Linked DNA regions of Bos taurus: region 2 is linked to region 1. The links are chromatin contacts, called in public Hi-C maps. All regions are on one chromosome and are shown on one strand. The core of a region is the stretch at or near the end of the contact, and the rest is flanking DNA. Distances in the headings are between cores, read along the strand shown. Region 1 has its middle 9.3 kb from the start of RAB11FIP4. Region 2 holds the start of EVI2B (ecotropic viral integration site 2B).

Region 1 (4,602 bases), core at 552-3,051:
ATGTGTAAAATACATTGATATTTTACATGATTGGGGATTTACCCTCATATATAACCTTTAACTCTTGATTCTATTGAAAGTTTCCTCCCAAATTTAAATATTATTCTCTAAATCCATTTTTAAGGAGTGCATAAGGAAGCCCCATCAGTTTCCACAAAGTGCTGGATGAATGTAGATGATTTAGCCAAAAAATCATCCGTGTGTTGCCTCCAGATATCTTGGTATTATAAATAGTACTTTGATGAAAGTCTTAATTCTCCAATCACTTATTACCTAGACTAGACCATATGATATTACTGGGGCAAATGGTGTGGACATGTTTAAAGCTAATGATACAGAAAGATGAGGTCAAGTGCAGGAGCGAGTCCATCACACCACACTCTGAGCCAGCACTGTACTAAAGATGTATGTCAGTCCAGGTTCAGTGCACGATGCTGGATGCTTGGGGCTGGTGCGCTGGGACGGCCCAGGGGGATGGTATGGGGAGGGGGGAGGGAGGAGGGTTCAGGATGGGGAGCATGTGTATACCTGAAATTTAAAAATGTTAAAAATTATTAAAAAATAAATAAATAAATATGAAAATATTAAAAAAAAAAAAAAAGATGTATGTACTAAATACACCTTTGCTAATTTGATAGATGAAGGTGGGATTTCCCCGTTTCAAGTTTGCTGTTTTTGTTTACTTCTGCGCGTGATGACCTTTTCCATCATACAGCAATTAGCTATTGGTACAGCATTTCATTTCTGTGGGCGGGCTGTTCATGCCCTTTTGTCCTTTGCCCATTCTGTGTTGCACCCCTCCCCGCCCCGCCCCCCGGCTTGGGTCTTTTCTTAAAATTGGTTTTTACGAATGCTTTTTAAAGATTGTTTTGATGTGGACCATTTTAATGTCTTTACTGAGTTTTGTTACTGCTTCTGTTTTGTGCTTTGGTATTTTGGTCACTGAGGCATGTGGGATCTTAATGCTCCCACCAAGAATCGAACCTGCACGCTGTGCAATGGAAGGCAAAGTCTTAACCACTGAACCACCAGGGAAGTCGCTCCCTGAACTCTTTATAATGAGAATAATCTCCCTGTTTTCTTGGCCTTTAAATTTGGGTGTTTTTTTGAGAAGGGAGACAAGAGGATATTTCATGGGTTAGGTAGTGAAAGTGTAATCTTAAGCATTTTCCCCATTGCTTCTAGGTGTACAAAATCCTCCCCTATTGTGGGAAACAGGTTTCCCAGGTGGCGCTAGTGGTAAAGAACCCACCTGGCAGTGCAGGAGACGATGTGGGTTCGATCCCTGGGTCAGGAAGATCCCCTGGAGGAGGGCATAGCAAACCCACTCCAGTACCCATGATCAGAGGAGCCTGGCGGGCTACCGTCCACAGGGTCGCAAGGAGTCAGACAGGACTGAAGCGACTTAGCATGCACACGTGTGTGGGAGTCAATGTTCTTGTCAACATTTCCAGCTCTCCTCCTGGATGAAAGAGGACAGCTCTTCCTGACCCTTGGGGTTTGTGGGGCTGTGTGATAAGTTCTGGCAGCGACTGTGAGCAGAAGGGACTGCACGTCTGGCCTCAGGCCTTTAATTGCTGATGAGATGCTCCAGATGCTGGGCTGTCCAATCCAGTAGCCACTAGCTGCCAGATCTGTTTAAATTATAATTTAAAAGCCAGCTCCTCAGTCTCAGTGTTCACATTTCAAGGGTCTGACAACGCCGTCGTGTGGCTGTGGCATGGATATGGAACATCTCCATCTCTCCAGGGGCACTGGGAGGTGCTTGTCTGAGCCCTCCTTCCCTCATTTGCTACGGTGGCTGATCAGTCTCTGGGGCTCAAGAAACTGCAGTGAGCAGAGTCCCCCTGCTGACCAGTGGTGGACATGCAGAGGGCTGAGGAAGCTTTTGAGTCAATGAAATTTGGGGGTTTCTGGTGCTTTTTTTTTAAACACCATTAACATAATCTGGCTCTTTTTGTCTGTTCCATTCTATTTACCTAGTTTAATTACCATCATCACAGTTTTAAATATTTAAAAATATCTTGTTTTATTATCTAGTGAGGAAAATTTCTATGCATGCTTTTAATTGTATTTCGTAGCTGTGCTTTCTTGTCTATTTTATAAGGTAAACCCTAGGATCATTTTGTTTGGATACACACTTTCTTCTTGTAGGGATCTTGGTTGGAATTGCATGGTATCAGTAATTAGTTTGGGAACAACTGATGGTGGTATAGTCACTGAGTTGTGTCCAACTCTTGTGATGCCATGGACTGCAGCTGCTAGGCTCCTCTGTCCGTGGGACTCTCCAGGCAAGAGTGGGTTCCATTTCCTTCTCCAGGGGACCTTCCCAACCCAGGAATCGAACCCAGTTCTCCTGCATTGCCGGCAGATTCTTTGCCGACTGAGCTACAGGGAAGCCCAAAGGAGCAACTGGCACTCTAATATCCATTCTTCCCATCCAGGTCCATGGTCTGTCTCTCCAATTACTCCTCTCCTTATAGCCCCGGGTCGGACAGACTGAATCAGCACCAGCACAAGCAAAATAAAGACAACACAGTGACTTTCCAATAAAGCACAATCAAGTCCTTTTAAAGAACTATATTTTTCATCTTATGAGTCCCTCTTTCCCTATTCTGTTGAGGGTTGAAATGCCCTATTATAAAAAGACTGTTCCTGCAATTGTTTTCAAAGTGCATAAATTAACAAAACACATCTTCAAAATTTTACTGGTGTGTGAAATTTCAAAGTCTGGATTCGCCTTCAACAGGTCTTTATATTAATACACAGGACATCTCCATTTTGGTAGGGATTTGTGCATGGGGGTGGCAATTGTGCATGGAGTCTTTCTTCCTATCTTATTGTATAGTTCCCTGATAACATAGAGCCTTAAGGTGTTACTCAGCAACCCCGGCTCCTTGAACAAGCATAGTCCCTGTACTTGGGAGGCCCAGAGTCTAATCAGGGAGTTAGCAACAGTTGATGACCACAACACTGTAAGGAGAAGCAGTTACAGGACCAAAAGAAGGGTGATGGGGGCTCAGAAAGCATTTCCCAGAGGTGCTGATGCTGGAGTTCCTTGCAAACAAGGGGCCCAATACATGTCAGCTGGATGAATGAATGCTGTAAACTCAGACAGACTCAGTATTTTAATGGGAACTAAATTTTTGGTCTCCTGTAGAAGCCTAGATATGAGTATATGGTGAGTGGCTGTACTGTTTTTGCTTAAGGCATAAGTACCTAATCCTTTCTGCCTTCCATCTGCGAATTATCAAGTTGGGGAGGTAGCATCCCTCACCATCAGTTTCTCATCCTACTTTGACTTTGGCCAGGCTTAAAAACAGAAAGTACCTTTGTTTTTGCTCTCTGGGGCTATAGCAGGTCTTCATGGCAGCTTTAATATTTTTATTTATTTGGCTGCACCAGGTCTTAGCTGTGGCACAAGGGATTTTTTTTTTTTTTAGTTGTGGCATGAGAACTCTTAGTTGCGGCCTTTGGGATTCTAGTTCCCCTACCAGGATCGAACCCAGGCCTCCTGCATTGGAAGCACAGAAGCTTAGCTGCTGGGCCACCAGGGGAGTCCCCTCATGGAGTTATTAAATATGCAAGATCAGGGTGCATTTCCCAGAGTGGGATGAAAAGAAAGGAGGAAAATAAAAACAGAATGAGCCAGTCTCCTTTCTGGGGCACTGCCTTCTGCCTGGACACGTCTCTGCTACACGTGCTCTCTGGGCAAGATCGTCCCTGAGCCTCAGGGACACCCTATGCATAATTCAAGACTTCACAATCCTATTTTCAACTTCTCAGTGGACATATTCATTTGGACACACTTCTTGGTAATTCTTCAGGGCCCAACTCCTCGGTCCACACCTTACCCACTGTGCTCACTGGCTCTGTGGCTGTTGCCCTCACTAAACTGTGATCTCGCATAGGGCACAGACCAAGCTTTCTTCTTTCTTGGCACCTGCAATGCCTGGCAAAGGGCTTGGTATGATTATAACCAACTGAAAATGTTTCTGAACAAATGAATATATCAGCTGAGGTTATCTCTGTTGACATTTTCTTCCTTGAAACATATTGTTGGGCAATGCTTTCTGAACTTTTGACCAGGAAAGGGCCCTACTAAGATTTCAATGTGACTTTTCTATTTTATATGGAGGAAGTGGCCCCCTTGAGGGAAGTTCTCAACTACGTAACTCCATAGACTTCTCTTTATCATGACAGCTTGACTCATGGCATAAACACATGCTAAAGACCTAAAAAACTTTGAAGTACAATCTTTTGGGGATAATATAAAAAAGAATAAAGGTAATTTGACCCCATTTAAATAAAATGTGTGATGCTTCTTTGGAAACTTTAGACATACATGTATACATATATGTGGTGTATGGACCACGTACATGCTGCCCTGGTGGCTCAATAGGTAAAGAACCCACCTGCCAATGCAGGAGACGTGGGTTCAATCCCTGGGCCAGAAAGATCCCTTGGAGAAGGAAATGGAAACCCACTCCAGTATTCTTGCCTGGGAAATCCCATGGACAGAGGCGCCTGGTGGGCTACAGTCCACAGGGTTGCGAAGGAGTCGGACATGACATAGCGACTTAGCAACTAAACAACAACAAT
Region 2 (4,731 bases), core at 984-3,483, 63 kb after region 1:
TCCAGATAGAGGCATTGATAATTTTTGCATAATTCCCTAGATCATGCTCTTGGTCATCAGATTAAATTTGTAAAATTTCCATTGCTCAAAAGATCTAGGTAGGTTACATTTCTTTTTTTTTTTTAAGGTTACATCTTAAAATGAGAGAGGGAAAAAGAGCATCAATTTTATTATCAATTTGTTACCAATTTATAAAAAATCCATTTCCCAAATAACAAATCATAGCCCTATTATTCCAGAAAAAGGTAAACATCAACAAAGGAAAAAGGAAAGCAAGAGCAAGCTCATGCCCGTTGTGGTTGTAACATTAAGTTATCTTTTGGAGAAGGCAGTAAGTGCACCCACTCCAGTACTCTGGCCTGGAAAATCTCACGGATGGAGGAGCCTGGTGGGCTACAGTCCATGGGGGTCACTAAGAGTCGCACACAACTGAGCGACTTCACTTTCACTTTTCACTTTCATGCACTGGAGAAGAAAATGGCAACCCACTCCAGTGTTCTTGCCTGGAGAATCCCAGGGATGGGGGAGACTGGTGGGCTGCCGTCTGTGGGGTCGCACAGAGTCAGACACGACTGAAGTGACTTAGCAGCAGCAGCAGCAGGTTATCTTTTGAAGGGTAAAAAGGTTTGATTTCAGATTTGAAATGAACCTGGGCAGAGCTCCCATTTTGTGTATATCAAAAATCTGAGACTGTACATGAAAACAGTGATAACACAAAGCAGTCCTTGAATCAAGAAACTGAAAACAAATGACTGTCTTCTTAAAAATAAGAAATTAACTAGGCAACTACTTTCCTATGCAACACATATGTTGAACATCTTCACACAAAACAGAAAGCTCCTATTGCAGAAATATTTAAAATTTATCCCTCACTATCTTGGCTATTTAACACACGTCCTCAGACTGACAACATCCAATGGTAGCTCATGAAAGTGGTTCCTTTCCAAACTTAACCACTGTTTAAAGATGACAGGGTAAGATATGTTTTGAGTTCTAAAGTTACTTTTGAACAAGGCTACTTTTCTACCATTGGGTGCTATGGTCCACATGCTTATTAATTTAGGGATTTAAAAATAGTGAAACAAAAATTTATAGCACATTTAAAAATTACGTGGCATACTTTATATTATATTGGGTTGACCAAAAAGTTCATTTGGGTTTTTCCATAACATCTTATAGAAAAACCCAAACTTTTTGGCCAATTCAATATATATAGCAAATTATATTCCATAAAATAAGTTTATAGCACATTTTTTTTTTAAATCTTCTTTTTCTACCAAGTTATAAGTGCCCTGAAATTAAGAACTAGGTCTTAATTATCTGTGTTCCTCAGCAGTGACCAGGGGAAAACAGTGTGTGGTTTAATGCTTACAACATCTACTATAATAGGTGTGATGCTAGGCACTTTACATTTATTTAATCCCATAATACATTTATAAATTAAGAATTATGATCTCCACTTTTCAGATGAGAGAGTCTAGAAGGTGACATGCTGAAAGAAATGTGTTTTTATACTGACTCATACTCTTCTCAACATACTTATTAGTTAACTTATTTAGAAGATGATTCCCAATTTATTTTTACTTTGCACTGACAATTACCTACTTTGTGGGTAATTAAAGAGTTGTGGACTTGAACTTAAAAATCATTTAGGAAACTATTTGGAAAAAATTAATCATACTTTTACCTGGGTTTAGCCTAAATTATGTAAGAGGAAATAACATTTCTGGCTACCGACTGTGTGTAAGGCATTTATATATTTTATCTTATTGAATCCTCTCAAAACCTAGTAACAGAAGTATTCCTCCAGAGGAGGAAACGGTGATCCAGAAGTACAACGACTTGCCTACGGTCACACAAGTAAACAGGACACATCATTCATTTGTTATGAAAAGAAATCTCACTATGGGTAGTAACCTGACTGGCAGTTTTTCCTTATATAACTTTCTCTCCAAGGTTCTATTTTAAGTATTTAAACTATATAATCACATTACTGTGTGTTGCAGTCCATGGGGTCTCAGAGAGTCAGACACGACTGAGCAACCGAACTGACTGAATCACATTACTAGAGAGTCTCAAATGTTTACTTACAAATGTTAATTAAAAGCACTCAAATCATGTAGCTCCAAATTGTGTTTCAAATTAAGCTCTGTTAAAGTAGTACTTTCTTAGTCATTTTGTGGCTTATTGCACTTCCGGAACCAACTATTGATAAACTTCCTCTTTCTCTACAGAACCTATTTCAATGTGCTAGAGGATCATTTTTAATCTGAACGTTCGGAACCACTTTTTGCTTTCTTAGCCAAAGCACCAAAATGTCCAGTTAGAACAAGAATTTAGCCTTCTGCAAAAGAAGTTAACAGCCAAGGTAAGACAATTTCACACAGGCAATCTGGTTTGATCTTTGTTTTATATAAAATTTACTTTTGTCTGACTCCTCGTGACCCCATGGACTGTAGCCAGTCAGGCTCCTCTGTCCATAGGATTTTCCAGGCAAGAATACTGGAGTGGGCTGCCATTTCCCGCTCCAATTTTTAAAACTAAAATGTTATTATTGTTTTAAACTTAAAGTCTGATTGTCTAAAGGTATCTATATAACAGGTATTGTGGTTTTGTTGCATGGAATTTTAAAAATTCAGTGTTGAGCTTGCCTTCAGAAAAATTTTCACCTAGGTTTATGTAATATAAACCCTTTAAAGTTTATTCAATCATTATGTTTGTTGACCTCAGTTCTGTAATTAAAAGAAATAAAACTACACCCATGGCAGATAAAGCTAAGGGTTGGAAATAAAACTAGAATTCATGAGTGATGGCTAAATCTACAACCCCAAAATACCAACTGTTAAAAAATTTTATTTTCTTTATATGAAAATTTCCTATATATAACACAATCCATAGGTTTAAATTATTTTTATTTTTTAATCCCCTTCAGTTTTCATAGAAAGAATGGTCACCTTCATTTAAAAATAAACAAAGGTGATTAGATGAGACACTCAATGATTATTATTAAATATGCTTTTTTACACAAATAGAATTTTAGTAATGATGATGACATGAAAATATTATCACTAATATTTAAAGCTAAGAAAAAAACTGCTATGGTAAAATGTGTGGGCATATACTCATCACTACATATTTATGTCACACATTATCTGAGTCTTTAGTAAGCAGTATAAAATAGATATGGAAAATAAAACTCATAGAATAGAGAGTTGCTAACCATGGAGAAAAGATGTTTTCTTTGAGTAACTTGGACAATTGCAAAGCGAATATCCTCCAAAATAAAAACTGCCAAGAGTTTATTTACATAGACTTGTAATATCATAGAATGGTAAATTCATAGTGGGTAATATCCTACTTCAACATTTCATAAAGTACTTATGACTTTCTTTTATAGAAGTCCACTTTAGATTTCTTCTAAGTAACTATTACAGAAATTAATACAGAAAGATTTTTATCATTTTTTTGGACAATGCTTATCTATATATTTTTAAAGAATCTGTTCCAAATGTAGGGTTTAATAGTGCCTGTGTTTTCCAACTAATCCCTATATACTTCCACTCAGAGGGAAATTATGAATTCTGAATTTTTTAAATGAAAATTTGATGCCTGTCAATGTCCAATCTTTAAAAGTCATCCCAATTATGCCAGTTTACAGGCTACCTAATCAAAACTCCCATAATTGTTTTCCTAGTCACAGGACTAAAATGGTTTTCTGGTAGTTCTTGTCCAACCTTTTAAAAAGCTAACTCCAAAAGTTACTTACATTATCTATTCCCAGAGAGTTCACATCTCTTTTCCTCTTCAAGCACTCCTGTTTCAGAATTTTACTATGAATGTAATGGAAGGAAAGAGATCTTATACATGACTGACTGATTTCTGTATCAGTGCCACTACTTAAGAGCTGTGACACTTCGGCAAATTATCCAACTTCTCTGTGTCTCAGTTTTATCTGTACAGTGACGATAACATCACCTTCCTCATTAAAACAGGACAGTGCCAAACATCTGGCATGTACTTAGTAAATGGTAGCTATTTTTGATAAAAGATAGTCATCAAGTAATTCCTATCATAGTTCAAAGTTAATTTCCCCTTGCTGCTTTTCATCAAGATACAGAATCGCTGTCTTCTTCCTTTTCTGGTTTCATAACTTTACTAGCAGGAGATACAATACCACTAAATTTTAATCTATTATATCTGTATTATAACAAAGTAACTGAAACTCAGATGTTATTTTTTTGATACCACTACCTATATTTGCCTTATCTAGGATATGCCCGCCAAATCTCCTTGATTCTTCTTTAAAAGACAGTAACATCTCTCTTATCATATCCAACTTAGCATCAGTTTTACATGCTAAACTCTTTATGTACTTATGCATTAAGGGGACTCCAACTTTAATTGCGTCTCAAATGCTTAATTAAAACAGCTGATGTTTTTCTTCTTTCTGAAATTTTTTCAATATTCAGGAAAAACAAAGAACCAAAATCTGAGTTAAACCTCAAGAGTCCCAACCTAAAATAATGAGCAAAATACTGCCATATAAAGGTAGACAAATTTAGGGTTTGCCTAAGCAGCAGACTAGGGAAATTCTAGAAAAAATGCTATATAGATTGTTCATAGGTTATTTAGAGTAATTAACAAGTAGCTTCTAAGTGCCAAAAAACAGTGGGGGGCGGGGGGAGTAGGAAATCTTAAGGATGCTTAGATAGGAGTCCTGAAATGAAAGGT

Evidence for each region. A called contact is a pair of places that touch in the nucleus more often than the background predicts.
Region 2: a contact with region 1 is called in a Hi-C map of an unstated tissue, with 2.1 times the contacts expected there. The contact joins the promoter of EVI2B here to the enhancer-like site in region 1. A contact is called at or near these places in 2 of 11 Hi-C or Micro-C datasets (blood and an unstated tissue).

The regions. Positions count from the first base shown.
Region 1 is chr19:18,609,795-18,614,396 of ARS-UCD2.0, forward strand. No RefSeq gene overlaps it. Among named protein-coding and RNA genes, the nearest start is that of RAB11FIP4, 9.3 kb to the left of the region's middle. Within about 2 kb of position 1,802, at least 6 of the 102 cell types and tissues checked have an H3K27ac peak or open chromatin away from gene starts, as enhancers often do.
Region 2 is chr19:18,672,428-18,677,158 of ARS-UCD2.0, forward strand. EVI2B (ecotropic viral integration site 2B) reads left to right here and starts at 2,234. Exons shown (of 2, transcript NM_001099166.2): 1 at 2,234-2,368. All of the region lies in intron 35 of NF1 (neurofibromin 1), which reads right to left.